2 separate regions of the Zea mays genome follow, and region 1 is linked to region 2. A link is a contact called in public Hi-C data. All regions are on one chromosome and are shown on one strand. The core of a region is the stretch at or near the end of the contact, and the rest is flanking DNA. Distances in the headings are between cores, read along the strand shown.

Region 1 (3,205 bases), core at 683-3,182, 150 kb after region 2:
ACAACACGTGCGAGCAGCGACCGACCTGCAACACCAAACCAACCAAGCAACCCACGAGACGAGACGAGAAGCACATGCTGCGCTGTCGCCCTGGTAGAGCGAGCGAGGCACGGGCCACGCCACGGTCCCCCTACTCCTCCGGATCGATCGGGGGAGTAGTGTCTCAGACCTCGCCGGACTTGGCGAACCGCCCCTTGATCCGCATCCGGCCGTCAGCGCGGGCCTTGCGCGACTCGTACCGGATCTGCTTGCCGAACCTGTGCGCAAGCAAGAGCAGCGAGAGCTAGCGACGTGAGAGCGACTGTGGTGTCGATCGGAGCTACCACTACTCCGGCTCGCCCGCTCACCTCCTGTTCTTCCGCTTCTCCTTGTAGCGCGAGATCACCGTGCCGCGGTCGGGGTGGGCCACGTCGTAGCCGCCCTTCTTTTCCGTCACCGGCACCAGCGCCGTCGTGGCCAACAGCTGCGGTCGCGGGGCCGTTTCCTCGTCTGGCTTGTTGCCGCTATTGTCCACGTCGCCGCCGCTGCTGAGCGTGACGCTGGCGGGGAAGATCTCCGACATGTCCACGAACGAGGACAGGCACGGCTCGTCCGGCGCCGGAGCAGCCTGCTCGCGCGCCTCCTCCACCTCCACCTCCGCCCGGCGCGCGTCGACGTCACAGGCGGTCGCGATCCACGCCTCCTGCTCCTGTCACCAGTTCATGCATGTCGTTGCTTAGAAATTTGATGAGATCCTGTTGCCCTTGGAAATATGTAGTTTAGAATTGCCATATATAAACTAGTAGATGCTGTAATGTGTGCAGCTGCAGCAGAGAAGTGACTGAACACTGAACCAAACCTCGTGGGAAGGCACTGCTGCGAAAGCCATGGTCGCTGCATCATGCCAGGCGGCGTCAGCGTCAGCAGCGTCGAGAGCCCCGAAGTCTGCGGCGGCTCCAATGTCGAGCTCCGGCGACGCCCATGGAGGCAGCTGCTCGCCGTCACCCGGCTCCAGCTCCGCGTAAGACGCCGCCACGGCCGCCGCCTCCGACTTGGCGAGCTCCTCCAGCTGCCGGATTACCACGTCAGCCAGCTCACCGCCGGAGCTCCGGTTCTAGGTCGCCATATCAAGACAACCATTAGAGAAGAGGAAAAAGAATCCCGTTTTTTTTTTGTTTGGTTTCATTTAACAATGGCTCTTGTAGCAGGGCAGCAGCCGAAGCAGCACCGTACCTTTGGGGACGGCGGTGCGAGGAGCGGATGGAGGCCATGACAAGATGTGGTAGGAACGACCACGTCCTCCAAGCACACCACCTGGGGCTCCTCCCAGGTGGACCACCAACCGACGTCCCCGCCCGCCGCCGCCGCCTTCTCGTCGTACCCGGCGACGCCGAGGATGGCCGCGAGCTCGGCGATCGAAGGGCACCCGGCGTACTCTTCCACCGCGTCATGGTCGTGGTGGAGCGGCCGCGGGTCCCGGTGCTCCTCCCCCTTCTCCTCGTCCTCCTTCTCCAAGCAGTAGCAGTCGGCGCAGACGAAGCCGCCGCCGCCGCCGCGGGGGGACGCGACGGCGGTGGCGGCGGCTGCGCGGCACCTGGCGCAGAGCGGCGCCCGGGCGTGGCGGGTGGACACCGTGTTGGCGCCGTGCACGTGGCGGTCGCACGGCAGGCACAGCCTCGCGGAGTCGGCCCGGCAGTACACCACGGCCGGCAGGCCCATGCAGTAGTCGCATCTCGGCGCCTCCTTGCTGCCGGCCGCGTCCGCGTCGGACATGGCTTCCGCCACCTGCGGCGGATCACGGCAGCGGACAAGACCCCGGGGGATCTGGTTGGGACGAGCGCGATTTGTTGCAGTGAGGACGGAGGAGGCACAGGATTGATGGCGCGAAAGGGAGAGGGGACGATAGAGGCCTACAACTCGCACGGTCGTCACCCTCACTCGTCGCTACTGTCTTGTAGTTGTTGTAGGTCGATGGTGGGTGCCAGTACAAAGACACTCTGTAGTCTGTAGATGGCCATGCAGCAGCAGCAGCACGCCGCCCCGTAGTTGAGCGCGAAGCCCGCTATTTTGGCTCAGCGTTTACCAGAGCTGTATGTATTCTACATATATGTCTACTGTTGATATTTGATTTTCTAAAGGTGTCGAAAACAAGTTAAGTATTTGGACCTTCGTCCTTTGATTTAATGCGTAGGATGAAGGTTCTTAAAGGAGATGGAAATAAAAACGATAACATGCCATATAAGCCAAAAAGATAATATGTCATACAATTTAATGAAGAGAGATATAAGAGAGTTTAACGAGAGATGTGAGAGTACGATAAAACCCTCCAATAAAAATTGCCTTAGACCGTCTCCAGCAGGCGAGAAAAAATAGTGAATACGAAACTGTAGATGACATTGTTTACAGAGTGAAGTTTAAAATAAGAAATAAAATTGTGGAGGATACTGTTTACAAAGTGAAGTTTAAAATAAGGAATGAAATAGAAAATCTGCTGGAGATATCCTTAGTAACAGCTATTGACAGAGACGTAGGAGTGTGCAACTGTCAGCCGAGGACCCAATTATACAGTGGCTAAGCTAAATAGTTTAGCAGGCTTTTCAGCTCCAACTAACAACTATACTTGGGTAGACAGACCCATGTCCACACAGCCTGTCTGTCCATCCGTCGTTGAAAGAGTTTATTTATATCGAAAGAAAGGAAATACCTCAAATAGTCCCTCCATTGTGAAAAAAAAAATGTGCCGGAAGAAAGAGTCGCCCTGCTTTCATGGTGAAAAAGTTGATGTCGAAAGAAAAGAGGAAGACCGCGAATCGTGTTACAGTAAGTGTTAACAGTTGAAAATTGGGTCACAGGAAGTGTTGATATTTAGATTGGGTCTCGACCAATTTTAAAAAGACCCATGTTTAATTTTGGTCGGATCTAACAAAAAACTCTATAAACGCCTCACAGACATGGCGTGCGGTTATGTATAGTCATGAACTGCTGAAACAAGGCTTGATTGCGACTAGAACAAGAATCCTCATAAATTGCAACAGAAACCGTAGTGTAGGGGCTAGTGGTCACGACTCACCAAGGGAGTGAGGCGGCATATGCAATGCTCCAAAGTGGAGACACATCAAATTATTGCCCAGCCACCCAGTCCCAGGAAGTAAATCGATTCTGGACAAAGAAACAAGACAATTTAGCATTGATGTTGCCAGCTTTCAAGTCCTGCAACAAGGTAAGT
Region 2 (3,017 bases), core at 11-2,510:
GCCGACATGGACTTCTCTTTGTGGCTTTCTGAGGAATGGACTGAAGTGGCTGCGACTTAGGAAATCTGGTATAGCGCAAATGTTCTGGAGCAAACTGAGCTAGTCTGGTTGCAATCTGTTGCTAAACTACCATCGGTTATACCTGCTGACAGACAGTGCAACTGGCGTAGGTTGCTTTATGTTACACCTGTTGTTTGGTGGTAAAATCAGTGGTCCATCAGTGCTTCCTACGGCCTTCGTTTCAAGGACCGATTCTTCTTCAGTGGATGCTGACAGCTAGACATCCCGAAAGTCATCTGGAGAGTAGCTCGGCACATGTAGCATCCTGGAGTCGTTGACAACTCAGTTCCATCTGAATCATAGGACAACTGAAGCAAAGCGAGGTAGTAATGGAAGAAGAATTGAAAAGATCAGGCTGCTTGCCATCATATATATATTCAACAACATGGACATGGGAGGAGGAGGAGGAGGAATAGTAAGTACATCACTCCGCCTGTTTTTTTTTTTTTGGGTGCTCTGCTGGATGAACAAGAACTGAGCTGGAACAGGAGAAGCTGGCTACGAGGAGAGAGCACTGGCCGCCTCGTCCGAATCTTCCATCTGTTGTTTTTTTAGTCGTATACACAGACAGAAACAGACTAGACTTGCTTGAGGTTACACTAGGCACAACAGCCATGGCGGCGGCCCGCCATGAGCAGGCTGCTTCTAGCGAGGCTGGTGGATGATGACGCGGCGCGCGGCGCCCCTGGCGTGGTGCGCCGGCCTGTCCGCGTGCCTCTGCTGCTGGGCGCGCAGCAACGGCGACGGCGACGGCGCGGCGGCGGCCCGGGGGGAGCTGAGGCTCAGCGCCCTGAGCATGTCGAGGTCGTACCCGGGCAGCAGCGCCGGCTTGGCGTTGTGGGGGTGGTGGACGTCAGGCGCGTAGAAGAGGTCGTCGGTGTCGAGGAGGTCGACGGAGTCGTCGGGGAGGAGCGCGGCGACGTCGAGCTCGGCGTCGGCGGCGGCGGCGAAGGCGGCCTCGTGGTGCTGGTGCTGGCGGAACCAGTGGTCCCGGAACCAGGCGGTGGTGTTGACGAGCTCATACCACTCGGGCGAGAATTCCTCCACCTGCCGGTACGCCGCCGGGATGAAGAGCGGCGCGTTGGGGTTCAGCGACGACGTCGCCATGGCGGCCACGGCGCTCATCCTCTTCTCAGCTGCTGGCTCAGATCCGGAACACCCAAGGACCGCCGGTTTCTGGGGGTGGCTTTTGGGTGGTTTGTAGCTGCCAAAAGCCGTGTGCCGTGCCGCGCTGCGGAGCTGGGTCGGGTGTTTATAGCCAGTCAGCTGCCAGCTGAACTAAACGGGGGCTCGGACGGATTTTCTGTGGGCGCCGCGCCACGTTGCGTTGTGTGGGTGGTTTGATTGGGTCTAAATTATTGCGTGGGTCCCACCGGCACCGGCGGGACCTGCCGGCAGAGTGGAAGGGAGGAAGTTTCCGCGCGATAAGAATGAAAGCAGGAGGACAGGGACGCACAAGCACAACGTGTAAAAGGAAACCGTGGCGCGCCAACAGTCTCCACTCCGGCCGGTCCAGTGAATCCAACCCAACCCACCCACGCTAGAGACAACGAATGTCACGATCCTCGTAATACGCATGTAATAACCAATACTTAATTTGCAAATTGGGTCGGCGAGACGTCCCACTCCTCGTTCCTTGAAGAAAACAAATGCATAAAAAAAGGACAACATATCTAGCATAGAAACGATTTGGGTTTTAACGTGCCGATATCGAATCTTGTACATTAGACTTATTATCTACGACCGAGTGAAATCACACCTGAGAACGTAGTGTCCTGCTCCCTCTGTCTGTAAATATTAGTCGTTCTCATTTTTTAAGGAGTCAATCATTTTTAACTTTGACCACATTTATATAAAAAAATATTAATATTTATAGTTTATATAAAAAAATTAATATTTATAGTACATAATTAGTATCGCTATGTAGATATTTAAATCTATATTTGTAGTAAAATTATTCGAAGATGCAAATGTTGCTAATATATTCTATAAATCTAGTTAAACTTAAGAAATTTTGACTGACACGAATACCATAACGACAAACATTTTGTGAACGGATGGAGTATTTAAGTAAAAAAACATTGAGTTCTTTAGAAAACAGTGTGACACTGTGTCTAGCAGTTTACCCATATGATCATCTAAAACACTGTTTTGCACTGTAGACTGTATTGTTCGCAGAGTAAAGTTTGAATTTAAGTATGAGGATATGTAAACTGCTAGAGATAACCTGAGGAGAGGCGAAATTACACTCCACTGTAGATTATAGATCTAATGGACAAGATATGAATACGATGTTAGCATGTGAAAACCTTAATCATTTTTATAATATATGCACTAGAGCTCTAGTTAGCTGACTAAAAATTTGCTAGTGGAATTAGCTAACTAATAAATATCTAGCTAAGTTTTAACTAATTGGCTAAAAATAATTCATACTTAAACTATTATCTAGAATGTTTAGATATATTCCGTGAATTTTAACAGCTAATTATTAGACTAGTGCATTTAAAAAACCCTAAATATGTTGCCGGTAAAAAGAGTGGCGGTGACATGGGGAGAAAGCCATTAGGGGCCATGCCACTCCGATTTTTCTAGGCAACTCGTCATCTGATGAATTGATTTCCATTGGCTTGACTGGACTCGGAGCGTTCAGCCATTTTGAATCGACCGTAGAGCACAGTCTCCTTATCTTTTTCCCGTTCAGAAGTCATCATCAATGAAAATCTAAAGAAGACGAGCTAGGCTACATGGCCTTCTTCGCCGGTCAAGATTTATTAATTTGCTTCTGGTGACGGTGGAAGCCTTTACATTCAATAATATATATATACGCCTGTGGACCACATTGTTTGGCCGTCAAGATCGTCGCTAGTGTCTTACTGGAATTTTAGGGCCGGGGGATAGTTGAGACCAGCTGTGCCGGTTAAAAGAAGTTTGGTGAAATATTTTCTTAGGGTTGTTAG

Evidence for each region. A called contact is a pair of places that touch in the nucleus more often than the background predicts.
Region 1: a Hi-C map of tassel shows a contact between it and region 2, with 1.9 times the contacts expected there. The contact joins the promoter of LOC103647917 here to the promoter of LOC100193790 in region 2. A contact is called at or near these places in 3 of 25 Hi-C or Micro-C datasets (ear, leaf and tassel).

Annotation. Positions count from the first base shown.
Region 1 is chr2:222,352,955-222,356,159 of Zm-B73-REFERENCE-NAM-5.0, forward strand. It overlaps LOC103647917 (zinc finger protein CONSTANS-LIKE 15-like), which reads right to left and starts at 1,933. Exons shown (of 4, transcript NM_001394929.1): 1 at 1,213-1,933; 2 at 839-1,093; 3 at 348-688; 4 at 71-257. The coding sequence starts at 1,752. The coding sequence ends at 164.
Region 2 is chr2:222,207,591-222,210,607 of Zm-B73-REFERENCE-NAM-5.0, forward strand. It overlaps LOC100193790, which reads right to left and starts at 1,261. Exons shown (of 1, transcript NM_001138875.2): 1 at 1-1,261. The coding sequence starts at 1,185. The coding sequence ends at 706.